Linked DNA regions of Mus musculus: region 1 is linked to region 2. Evidence: chromatin contacts called from public HiChIP or PLAC-seq data. All regions are on one chromosome and are shown on one strand. The core of a region is the stretch at or near the end of the contact, and the rest is flanking DNA. Distances in the headings are between cores, read along the strand shown.

Region 1 (5,938 bases), core at 3,234-5,733, 74 kb before region 2:
CCAAAAGCTCAGCACCTGCCTCAGAGCAGTGTGGAGAGCTTGAATCCGAGAAACCGTCTTTCCAATTGAGTGAGTCGGGGTTAGCCCGGCATCCACCTGCTGGACCAGGCCTTTTGTTTGTTTGGTTTGGTTTTGTTCATGGCAACACTGTTGCAAGGGCTCAGTCTTTCCTTTCCCTGACGCTTCTCACTGGTTATTTGACCCCACTGGGTCCCTGCTCAAAACCCTTCAAAGACCCACTAGAGTGAGGGAGACCTTGGTGTGTGGCCAGCCCTGAACTTGAACTCCGCTTTTACCACATGTTCATGTGAGCTCAAGACAGGTGCTCTCTCCTGATCGTCACCTGTAAAAAGCGGGTGATGGTACTACTTATTCTTTCTCTCTCCCTCTCCCTCTCCCTCTCCCTCTCCCTCTCCCTCTCCCTCTCCCTCTCCCTCTCCCTCTCCCTCTCCCTCTCCCTCTCCCTCTCCCTCTCCCTCTCCCTCTCTCTCTTTGTCTGTGTGTACATACTCATGCATGCAGAAGTACCACAGCACACATATAACGGTCAGAGGACAACCTCCAATGTAGGTTTGAGACAGGGTCTCTTAGTGTCCTCCAGTATGTACCATGAGCTAGACAACCCTCAAGCTATTCTGTTTCTGCCACCCATCTCACCACAGGAGTCTGGGGATTACACACTTGGGCCACCACACCTAGCTTTACATGGTTCTGGTGATCCAAGCTGAGGTCTTCAGGCTGGCACACATTAAGCACTTTTCTAGCAGGACCCTCTCCCCGGTCCCTTAGTCAGATGTTGATTGTTGTTTTGAGATTTAAAAACAAAGCTGGGCAGTGGTGGCACACGCCTGTAATCTCAGCACTCGGGAGGCAGAGGCAGGAGGATTTCTGAGTTCAAGGCCAGCTGATCTACAGTGTGAGTTCCAGGCCAACCAGGGCTATACAGAGAAACCCTGTCTCAAAAAACCAACAAAACAAAACAAAACAAAACAAAAACAAAAACAAAAAAACCCACCCAAAACAACAACAACAAAAAAGATTTAAAAACAAATTTTATTTTATGTGTATGAGGGATCACCTGCATGTATGTATGTATGTCACCTGCATGCCTGGTGCCCTTGGAGCTCAGAAGAGGGCATCAGATCTTCTGGAACTGGAATTACAGATGGTTGTGAGCCACCTTGTGGGTGCTGGAAACTTATCATTGAGCCACAGCTGCAGCCATGGTATGTTGTCATTTGCTGTGTTGGGATGGAACCCAGGTCTTTGTGTGTGCTAGGCAATCTCCCTAGCACTGAACCACACCACCCAGCCCTAACTACTGAGGCACAGCACCCAGCCCTAACCACTGAGGCACACCACCCAGCCCAAACAGTTTGTTGTTGCTGCTGCTGCTGTTTTAGAGCAGGAACTTTCAGAGTATCCCAGTCCAACCTCAAACTTGCTAAAGCTTGCCTAGAACTCGCCACCCTCCTGCCTTAGCCCCACGAGGAGCTGGGACTGCAGGTGGCGGTGTTGATGTTTGAGAGGCAGTGCACCTTAGAGAAGAAAGCACAGCTTGAAAGAGTCTGGAGCTCAGCCATCTCCTGAAGGCTCCTGCCATCTTGAGCAGGTTTCTCTCACTGTGTAAAGAACTCTATGATATCTTCTACCTCAGGATCCCATTTTCTCCAGAAAAGGCATGGGAATTAAAGGCCCTTGTGATACCATCTGTACTGGCTAGTTTTGTGTCAACTTGACACAGGCTGGAGTTATCACAGAGAAAGGAGCTTCAGTTGAGGAAATGCCTCCATGAGATCCAGCTGTAAGGCATTTTCTCAATTAGTGATCAAGGGTGGGAGGGCCCTTGTGGGTGGGACCATCTCTGGGCTGGCAGTCTTGGATTCTATAAGAGAGCAGGCTAGCAAGCCAGGGGAAGCAAGCCAGTAAAGAACATCCCTCCATGGCCTCTGCATCAGCTCCTGCTTTCTGACCTGCTTGAGCTCCAGTCCTGACTTCCTTGGTGATGAGCAGCAATGTGGAAATGTAAGCTGAATAAACCCTTTCCTCCCCAACTTGCTTCTTGGTCATGATGTTTGTGCAGGAATAGAAACCCTGACTAAGACAAATTGGTACCAGAAGTGGGGTCTTCCTGTGACAACTTGACCATGTTTTGGGGAGGACTGTGGAAGGACTTTGGAACTTTGGGACAGAAGATCCATTCGGTGTTAAGAGCTCTGTGAGATGTTGTGTAGGAGCTTGGGAGATAATGTTGAGAATAATGCAGAAAATGGAGGTCTGGCTTGTGAAATTTCAGAGGGAAAATTAAAGACTCTTTTCAGGGCCATTGCTATTTTGGATTGTGACAATTCTGTGGTTCTGGTTAGCTGGGGCTGAAGAATCAGCTGTGATTAACAAGATACCAGAACTATTAAGGTGAAAGAAAACTTGGCATTACTGGGACTATTGGTGCTGGTTAGCTGGAGCTAAGAAATTAGCAGTGATTAAGAGGGACCAGCATCATTGAGATGATATCTTCTGGGAAGTGTTTTCTGAAAGCCCAAAGAAGCTGTGTTCCAGAGATAGCCAAAGTTGTACCTCTTGCTGCATCAGGACTTGGTAATGTGTAAGAGTTACCCAGGTAGTACTGGTTTTGAAGGCATGAAGTGGTCATAAAGAGCAGCTGAGGCTTGGCACTGTGAGAGGCCATTGGTGAAGGTGCAGTCTCAGTAGCAATTAATGTCCCAGGACTGAAGGGGTCATGCAAAGGAGTTGAAGCTTAGCACCATGAAGAGAGCCATGAGAGGCTATTGGTGAAGCCTAGTTACAGCAGAAGACAGCAGCATTTTGGAGATGCCAGTACCATGAATGACCACCAAGAACAGTAGCAGCAGTGGAGTACAGACATCTGGAGCCTAGAAGACAAGCTGTGTGCTACAAAGGACAGGGCTGAAGAAGGACTCAAGCCCTTGGAGGAGCCCAGAAGATTGTGAGTTGGATCCCAGACATTGGATAATTTTTGCTTTTGATTGTGACTGTGCCCTGATATTTTTCCCTCTTGAAGGAAGGAAGTATTTTAGTGGATCCCACAGTTAAGAAACTTTTAATTGTAAAAAGAGTTTGGATTTTAAAAGAGATGGATATTTTAAAGAGATTGAAATTTTAAGAATATGTAAAGACGCTCTTAGCGACCGGGACTGCTCTAAGGTCTGCCCCGCGCAGGACAGCAGACAGCGTGTTCTACCATCTTTCCCCAAGCCTCTGAATAAAGTGTTTAAACAAGCCCCCCCCCAAAAAAAAGAATATGTAAAGACTGTGGGACTTTTAAAGTTATTTAGATCTTGGGGATGAATAAGAATGTAAGGGTTGAGGCTTACTAGTGATGTGTTTGTGTATCAGGTTGACAAGGGGTCAATTGTACTGGCTAGTTTTGTGTCAACTTGACACAGCTGGAGTTATCACAGAGAAAGGAGCTTCAGTTGAGGAAATGCCTCCATGAGATCCAACTGTAAGGCATTTTCTCAATTAGTGATCAAGGGGGAAAGGCCCCTTATTGGTCAGACCATCTCTGGGCTGGTAGTCTTGTATTCTATAAGAGAGCAAACTGAGCAAGCCAGGGGAAGCAAGCCAGTAAAGAACATCCCTCCATGGCCTCTGCATCAGCTCCTGCTTTCTGACCTGCTTGAGCTCCAGTCCTGACTTCCTTGGTGATGAGCAGCAATGTGGAAATGTAAGCTGAATAAACCCTTTCCTCCCCAACTTGCTTCTTGGTCATGATGTTTGTGCAGGAATAGAAACCCTGACTAAGACACCATCCCTGAAGGGGCAAGAAGACTTCTCTGACTCTAAAATTGAATGCAAATGTGAGGGAATATTTATACAATATGTTTCCTTTTATGGAACATTTATTTATTATCAGACTTGAAAAAGACCTTTAACATGAAGAAACCACAGTCAGTTTCTAGCAATCACAATCCCCTGGGCCGGCATGTTTTACATTTCTTTTGTTTTTCTAAATCTTCAAATGCTCCTACAACTTGGCACTAGAGGTGATAGCTCCACAAGGTTGTGAATGAGGTAGTTCATGCTTTCATCTTAGCCCTTTGGAGACAGAGGCAGGTGGATGGCTGTGAGTTCGAGGCCAGCTTTGTCTATATAGCAAATTCCAGGGCTGTTGCACAGTGAAACCCTGTCTGAATGCTTTGAGGCCAGCCTGGTCTACAGAGTTAGTCCAGGACAGACAGGGATACACAGAGAAACCCTATCTCAAAAAAAAAAACAAAAAGCAAAAAGAAAATCAATATAAGGATGATTTAATTAATTAAATGGTTTAATAACCATTCGTAGTTTTAGTGCTACAAAGGATTTGCTAGGCTCTATAGCAGGTTGTCACAGGATAGACATGTAATGTGCTCCTCCGCCGGCTAGAGGGCGCTACGGAGCCTCGGCCTCCCCGCAGGTTGCCAGCTGCCCGCTCTGAAGCGCGCGTGCGTGGAGGGGCGGGACCGGGCGGAAGCGCGGTCCGCACGACCGGGAATTGCGAGCACAGGGTCGGCACAGCACCGTCTGTCCCACCGGCGGGCCAGCCCGCCCATGGCGCTGCAGGCGCTGCACAGCTCGGGCGTGGGCCTGCGCAGGATCCTGGCTCACTTCCCGGAGGACCTGAGTTTGGCCTTCGCCTACGGCTCCGCGGTGTATCGCCAGGCAGGACCCAGTGCCCACCAGGAGGTGAGTCGGAGGCCCCCTAGTTCCCCGACCAGTCCCATGCCTGGCACCTGTTCGCCCTCGCCGTTCCTCGCATGCCTTTCATTCCTGCGGAGCCCGGACACGCCAAGAGCCAATTGTTGAAATGTTCATCCTAGCAAAGTGTCCTTCGGTGTGAGCGGAATTTGGATTTCCCTGGTCAGGGTTGGCTGAAGGCTGCCCTCGAACTCACAGTACTGGAATTAAAAGGCTCGTGTTGTCACGCCAGGCAAATCTATATGTTTACATTTACTTAGTGATTATATAGCAAGCGCACCTGTACTTCTGCGCACACTTGAAGGTCACAGGACGACTTGAGGGAGTTGTTTCTCTCCTTGCACCACGTGGGTCGTGGTAGGTTGAACTCAGTTTATCTGGTTTGGCAGCAAGTGCTATTATATGCCGATCCATCACCAGCCTGAGCTGATAGGATAAGTGAGGCATGAGTAGTCTGTCTCCAATCTAAGTTGGGAGTGATGAGGAAGAGGTGGTGGCATTGCAGAGATGTAGTGGGAAGGGGGAAAAAACAAAGTAGCAGGTCCTACTTAAGTGTTTTCAGCCTTTGTCATTGGAGTTTTCCATAGCTTTTTAGCAATACAAAGACTGGTTTTGTCTGCAGGGATTGATTTCATTGGCCTAGGACTTTAGCAGTGTGTAAAACATCCCAGGTGACTAATTGGAAGCTAACTTTGAAAATCCCATCGAAAGATAAGGAGAAAATACGGAATGATCCGTGGGCTTCAGGAAGTTGATGGACTGGGTGTAGGGCCCAGGCAGGTAGCACATTTATTCAGGTCAGCACATTGAACAGGAATCTAGTTAGGATTGAGGCTTGTTACTCCAGAGTACGGAGTCTCAGTCACTGTACAGTAGGGCATCCTGGGTCTAGCTCCTGGCCAGGTCTTTCTTCCAGTTAAAATTCACCTGGTGTTTCTTGAATTTCTTCTACATCCTACCGATTTTCTCTAACAAATGGGAAAGTATGGATCATGGGCATATGAGAAATTGTGAGCTGTCCAGTTACTTCATATAGATTATCATAATTATACATTTTTTTTTTTACAATCATCCTTCAGTCAGGCATTGTGGTGTACCCACTTGTAATCCCAGCTTTAGGGAGACAGAAACCGGTGGATCCCTGGGGCTTCCTGGCTCCCGGCATACTTGGCAAGCTCCAGGTCAGTAAGAGACCCTGTCTCAGAAATAGATTAGATGG
Region 2 (6,320 bases), core at 438-2,937:
AGGGGATTAGGGACATGGGTAATGTCTTGTTTAGTGCCTGAGATAAGGCACTAACAGATAGGAGAACCTGGAGAAAGAGGAAAGTGGGGGTAACTTTCTGAAACTTGGTGTAGCAGCACACGCCTGTGATCCCAGCACTTGTCAGGCTGAGGCAGAAAAGCCTGTCCCCTGGGCTGCAGGTCAAGTTCTAGGCAACCTGGGTAAGGGAGACCCTATTTTAAAAGTAAAACAAACAAGGAAACAGCCACCTCCAAAGGGACATGTCAGCTGAGGGTCGGTCGTGGCTCTAAGAGGGAACCTTTAGGGTTAATACAGGCTGCTTGTTGGAATTTGATAGATGACTAGGTGAGTTCAGGTGAGTGGTGCCAGCTGGTTGGCAGGGGTTTATCCAACTGACAAGCAAATAGCAATGAGAAGAGACTTAGGGCAACGGATGGCAGATATTGCCAAGGAACGTAAGAAAGTGTTGACACGAGAGGGAGGGGGCGGAAACCTGTGTGGGATACAGTCTAATGGTTCTTTGGCAAAGGAGGGAAACCTTTCAGAATCTCCTTTGTGTGTCTTTTATGCCTCGTGTCTGGTAATGAGATATAGCCGACTGCCACCATCCACACTTACACATTTGCCCGCTCGACCACAGTTTGTGACTGGCAGAGCCTGCACTGTGGGTAGGTGGAGGTCAGGCAGGTTTGAGCCTCTCCACACTTCCCAAAGGAGGTTTAACAGGGTGATGCTCCGTCTTGTTCCAGTGCTGGCACTGTGGGTAAGCATGCCACGTTCTGGCCTGTGTTGGGGGAGGGGCTAGTATGAGTACCATGATTTCTTCACTTTCCTCCTTTTTCTGGTAACTTGTTTCAAACAGCCTCTGAGCGTGATGGTGAGCGTGCATCAGGTCCTTCAGCTAGGGGGGACTGGTGTCCCTCCCGTGTGGAAAATGTGTCTTGTGAGAAAGATGAGGTTCTGGGATGTGTGGTAGAGCTGAAAGCTGTGAATTCCATGTTAATGAGCCTGCAGATGTCCAGTAAGATGTGTTTAAGCAGAACTACACTTTGAAACAAGGCTGCCTATTAGTCAGTTGGCAAAATGTGTCTAGAGGCTGAAAGGAACCCCATTGAATATTTATGGAGTTTGAAATTTTTTTATTTGTTTTTATTTATGTGCAAATGTGTGCTTGTCTGTGTGTGTCCCACATGTGTGCAGAGTCCATTGAGGCTAGAAAAGGGTGCTAAAGCCCACAGAACTAGACGTATAGATCATGTGAGCTGCCATGTGGGTGCTGTGAACTGAAGCCAGGTCCTCTAAGAGTATGGAGTTAACTGCCCACTCTGCTCTCCAGCCCCAGTTCACGGTGGCTTCACAGAACTTCATTGTAGTAGGTTAAGAGAGCTAACTACAGTTACTAGTAGCAGTGGCCAGTATGGCCTAATGCTGTTGTAGATCCTGAGTTAGAAGACTTATCTAGGTTTTGACAGGCTGAGAATTGAGGCCAGAAGAGGGTGTGGGATACCCTGGAGCTGGAGTTACAGGTGATTGTGAGTCATACAGTTCACTTTCATGTAGGCTGACGACAGTGTTGAAAAATGCCAAGAATTGGGAGTCTGCTCACGAAGTCTTCAGCTTTTAGACACAGTATGTCAGTGTGTGCCTGTCACATGGTGTACTCTCCTTGGGTTCCCTGAGGGAGATGAATGAACTCCAGGCAGCAGAAAGAATGTATGTTGGCAGCAGGTAGCACTGCACAAGGGTCATGGAGTGTACTGAGAGTTTGGCTTTGCACTATGGCCACGATGGTTCAGGTGGCTCACAGTCTATGCTATGCATTTGTACTGTGGAGGCTGAGAATGAGCTGTGTAGTCAGGGCTGAGCCGGTAGCTCAGGGTGGAACGGTTTCCTAGTGTACTTAAGGCCCTGGATTCTATGCTCAGCACTTTGAAAAAGCAGGGTTTTGTTTTTTGTTTTTTGTTTTTTTTCCGTGCTAATGGCATTGCAGTGACTGAGGTGGTTAGACATTGCATGGTAGCACTGTCTACAATCTGAGATCAGTGAGAAGATGAGACACAAGTCGCATCCCCTCCCTTTCTGTGGGGCTGAGGAATGCTGCAGAGTGGAGCCTTGGGCCACTGTAGCATGAGGAAACACTACGTACTTAAGCAGGACATTCCTTTAGGATTCTGGCCCAGAACAGTGCCCCTTTGTTCAGCCCAAGTGCACTGAGGTCTTCTGTGCTAGGCAGAGGGAGGCAGAGACAACTATGGGTAGAGATGAATTGATGCAGCGTCTTGCTACTCCTCCCTGAAGCCCAACGAACCCAACTAGAAGGGTAGGAGGGTGAAGCAACCTAGAGGATACTCATCTCCTGCAGAGGTGTCATGGGAGGGGCCTCGAGCTCTTGCAGGAAAGGGGACATACCTGGAGCAGCTGGACCACATTATAGGACCATGGGGCCCATTGCCAACAGTACTGGCTCGTGCTGTGCAGCTCATTATGGAGGTTAATAAGTACCTGGGAGAACCCTCATGAGGACTTTAAATATGCGTGTATATTTTAAATTCATAGGCCATGTGGGGATAATTCCTGTATTCCAGGCATCTGCCCTGATGGATTTTCAGACATGATGATGTATAGACATAAGGAGATAGGTCTAAGTCAAAGCTGACCAATTCCCTGCCATCCCGGATGCTTCCAAGGATAGCTATGTGGGTCAGTTGCCATGCTTGGACATGCCCAGGGATGGAAAGCTGGGGTGTCAAAGGCTCCCCTGTAGATGTTCCTTAGTGGCACTCCTGCAGAAAGAGTGATTTTTAATAGGCTGTAATTCCACTGTGGAGATGGAGACAGGAAGATATCTGGCTAGCCAAGTTTAGCCAAATCAGCAAGGTCCAGGCTAGTGGTAAACCCGGTTTCGACAGGTAGGGTAGAGAGTGATTGCAGAAGACACCTGGTGCTGACTTGTGTATTGATATGTGTGTATTGAATGGTCACCACACACAACACACACATATCTTAAACAAAACAAAACATAGTAAAAAGAGGAAGGGGTGGATGGGAGAGAATGGCTTGTGGGTACCAAGTTACAGAGGGGAAGTCATTTTGGTGTCCTGAAGTCTGAAATTAAAGGCGAGTCCCACCATGCCCGGGCATCATTGCTTTTAAGGGACTGTCTTACTTTCCTGTTGCTGTGATAGCATATCATGGCTAGAAGCAACTTGAGGAAGAAAAACTTTATTTTGGCTTACAGGTTCAGAGGGCTAGAGACCTTGTTGCAAGGAAGACATAGGGGAACAGGAAGCCAGATGATCATGTGATCTTTTTTTGTTGTTTTTGTGTGTTTGTTTTTTTGTTTGTTTGTTTTGTTTTTCGAGACAGGGTTTCTCTGTGTAGCCCTGGCTGTTCTGGAACTCACTTTGTAGACCAGGCTGGCCTCAAGCTCAGAAATCTGCCTGCCTCTGCCTCCCAAGTGCTGGGATTAAAGGCGTGTGCCACCACTGCCCGGCGATGATCTTGTTTTTATCCACAAACAGGAAGCAGGGAGGACACAGTAAGGGAAGGCCACAGATCCTAGGAGCCCACCTCTCAGTGATCTGGCAAAGCTTGACCTCCCGAGGCTTCCAGAATCTCCCCTGACCAGTGCTACAGTCAGGAAGCAAGTGTCCATGGGCTGTGTATGCACATTTCTTGTTCAAACCACCACAGGGACAGGGGGCCTGGAGAGAAGGTGAGGGGCTGGCCATCCCATTGGCTTTAGATATCTGCAGCAAAGCCTAGCACATACTGGCCTTTCTGTGATTAAACTGGTTTACTGATACTAGGCTGTGTTGATTTAACAAAGGTTAAATCACGAGAAGACAGGAAAAAGGGACACAAATAGGACATATATTTTTAGCAAGAAGAATAGAGAGGGGTGGTCTGAGAATGGCTGTGAACAGGGAGAGTGTGTGTTTCGAGGACTGTGGGAGCCGCAGTTGTCTGTGGTCTCTAGAATTTGGTGACAGTTTGGCCGTCTCTTCATCTCATCTTCCTCATTAGCTACCGTGAGTATAAGCCACTCCCAGAGAGGGAATTCACCTTTTGGTTTCTGTGCTGTCTAAATCTGCTGCTATTGGATAGAAAATGAAGAGGCCTGGTGAAGCCCTCTTAAGCTCTTGATGGCCCAGAAGGCCACGGGCCCAGCCAATGCTCCCACTCTGGCTTGTGCCACTGCTTCTGACTGGAGGAGGGTGAGCTGGCAGCGGTCCTGGCAGAGGAATGGTTGAGACTGCTGATGGAACAGGGCTATCAGGACCTGGGGGTTATTTAGCCATGTGCAGCTGGAGATTGGGGAAGCCATCGAGTGTCCCCAGGACAGTTTCTAACATGTGGCAGGAAATTCAGACAGCCTGACTGTAACTTCTGCCATTCCCATCTCCACCAGTGACCATGGTGGCTAAAGAAGGTTGTTCCAGGCTGGCAAATCTACATGGAAAGTGGACGTCGTCACTGGTGCTCCTTGGACAGAGCTAGTCAGCTCCTTACCTTCCATTATGGAAATCTCCTGGAAACCTTCCAAGACACATACCTTGAATTCCATTCCTTTACTTGGGAAAAAAAAAAAGTCAAATAGCTGTCATAATTCTGTTCCCAAGGCAGATGCTCTGGCCCCTTTGGTGGCTGAAAAGGCACAGATTCTTATTTATTTATTTTGGTTTTTCGAGACAGGGTTTCTCTGTAGCCCTGGCTGTCCTGGAACTCACTCTGTAGACCAGGCTGGCCTCGAACTCAGAAATCCGCCTGCCTCTGCCTCCCAAGTGCTGGGATTAAAGGCATGTGCCACCATGCCCAGCAAGGCATAGATTCTTATTTTGGTGTGGAAGGGGAAAATGGCTTTCAGGTTTTGTTGTTGAACTTCACGTTAGCAATGAATACTGCTGAGTTTTAATCGCTAGCTTTGGAGTTGGAGACCTCTTCCTCTCTCACAGAGAGCTGACTGGGGATAAGACAGTCTTAGAAAATGAGTTGGGCTGGTAGATGAGCATTGGCTGTGACAGACAGACAGACAGACGGAAGGACACAGTATGACACCATACATGTATGCTACGTTCATCATGGATTGTGCTTGCATTTGAGAGTAGCCCTGAGAAAGGCTACAGGACTGTCCAGAATGGGCTTTTGTTAGTGTTCACTGTGTTTTCTCACTTCACTGCTAGTCCAGGTGTCGGCACCCCGAACGACGCTGTATTTGGTTACTACTACACTGTAGTGTAAGAGCAGGAGACAGCATTATGAGGCTGCACTTAGACTGTAGGCTGTGTTGCAGTTAATTCTTGAGACTCCTGTGGGCTGAACTTGATTGTGGTTTGAGAAGGATGGAGATGAGCCAGGTAGCCACTCTGCTCTTGAAGCTGTTGGGCTGATGAAGGGTCCTCCAGGTTGTGCCTCCCCTGCCCTAATTTCTCCCGTCTGTCAGGTCTCTGCCTCAACTCCCATGTTTAGGGGGAAAACCCTAGCTCACCCCGTGAGAAGCAGTCACTGATACTTGGCCTGATTTGGTAATTTTTCTCTGGTAGGGAATTATTTTCTCATTTTGTTTTTACTGAGTGCTGGGACATAGCCTTGCTCATCTGCTGACCTCCACACCCAGTCCTGGTCATCTACAGGAACATATGCTGGTATCCAGAGTTCATTTAATATACCTGTACATGTATCCACAAATACTTTCCTTTTGGTTCTTGTTTTGGGATAGGATCTTGGGTGACCCGGGCTGGCCTTGAGCTGTCTTCTTTTAAGAAGATTCTAAATCATCTCCAGGTGTGTGTGGCTGCTGTGGGTACACGCACGTGAGTGCGGATGCCCACAGACACTGGAGGTGTTAGGATCTTCAGAAGCTCAGGTTACAGAGCTGTGGGTGCTGGGAACCACACTCAGGTCCTCTGCAGATGTAGTACAAACTCAACCCTGGAGGCATCTCTGCAGTCCTGGACTCCCAGTCTCTTGCCTTGGCCTCCCCAGGGCTGGGATGACTGTCTGCACTCTCTTGTAGGCAAGCTCTGAAAGCCCACTCCTGTTTGCTCTTTTCTCTGTGTTCTCACAGATGTCCTTTTATTAGGCCGCTCAGCGGCTTTCTCCAGCAGCCTTTCAGAACCCATCTCAGTCTCTCCAGGGCTTTGGCTCATGAACTGTTGGGAATGTCACACAGCTGTTTGTAATCCACCATCACCCTGGGCAATCTTCAGGTTAGCAGGGTGGGCAGGTTGGGCAGAGACTCGTGTGCAGCCCTCTGTGCCCTGCAGAGGGTCCAGCAGCACCGGGACAACACAAGCAAAAAAATCTGCTCCTCACCAGTT

The links. HiChIP or PLAC-seq counts read pairs in DNA pulled down with a chosen protein or histone mark.
Region 1: a contact with region 2 is called in an H3K27ac HiChIP or PLAC-seq map of trophoblast stem cells, with 16 read pairs. The contact joins the promoter of Tamm41 here to the enhancer-like site in region 2. A contact is called at or near these places in 11 of 39 promoter capture datasets (the C10 cell line, cranial neural crest, embryonic stem cells and 7 more), 1 of 15 datasets of contacts at CTCF or cohesin (CD8 T cells), 8 of 484 Hi-C or Micro-C datasets (the HL-1 cell line, the N1E-115 cell line, cortical neurons and 3 more), 11 of 115 datasets of contacts at active chromatin or transcription factors (the SCID.adh cell line, embryonic stem cells, forebrain and 4 more) and 3 of 9 other capture datasets (adipose tissue, liver and pancreatic islet).

The regions. Positions count from the first base shown.
Region 1 is chr6:115,036,419-115,042,356 of GRCm38.p6, reverse strand. Tamm41 (TAM41 mitochondrial translocator assembly and maintenance homolog) reads left to right here and starts at 4,483. Exons shown (of 8, transcript NM_026894.1): 1 at 4,483-4,707. The coding sequence starts at 4,573.
Region 2 is chr6:114,959,683-114,966,002 of GRCm38.p6, reverse strand. It overlaps a transcript of Vgll4 not described here. Among named protein-coding and RNA genes, the nearest start is that of Gm38876, 17 kb to the right of the region's middle. Within about 2 kb of position 1,687, at least 55 of the 459 cell types and tissues checked have an H3K27ac peak or open chromatin away from gene starts, as enhancers often do. A contact at or near this core is called in trophoblast stem cells, where this site is marked.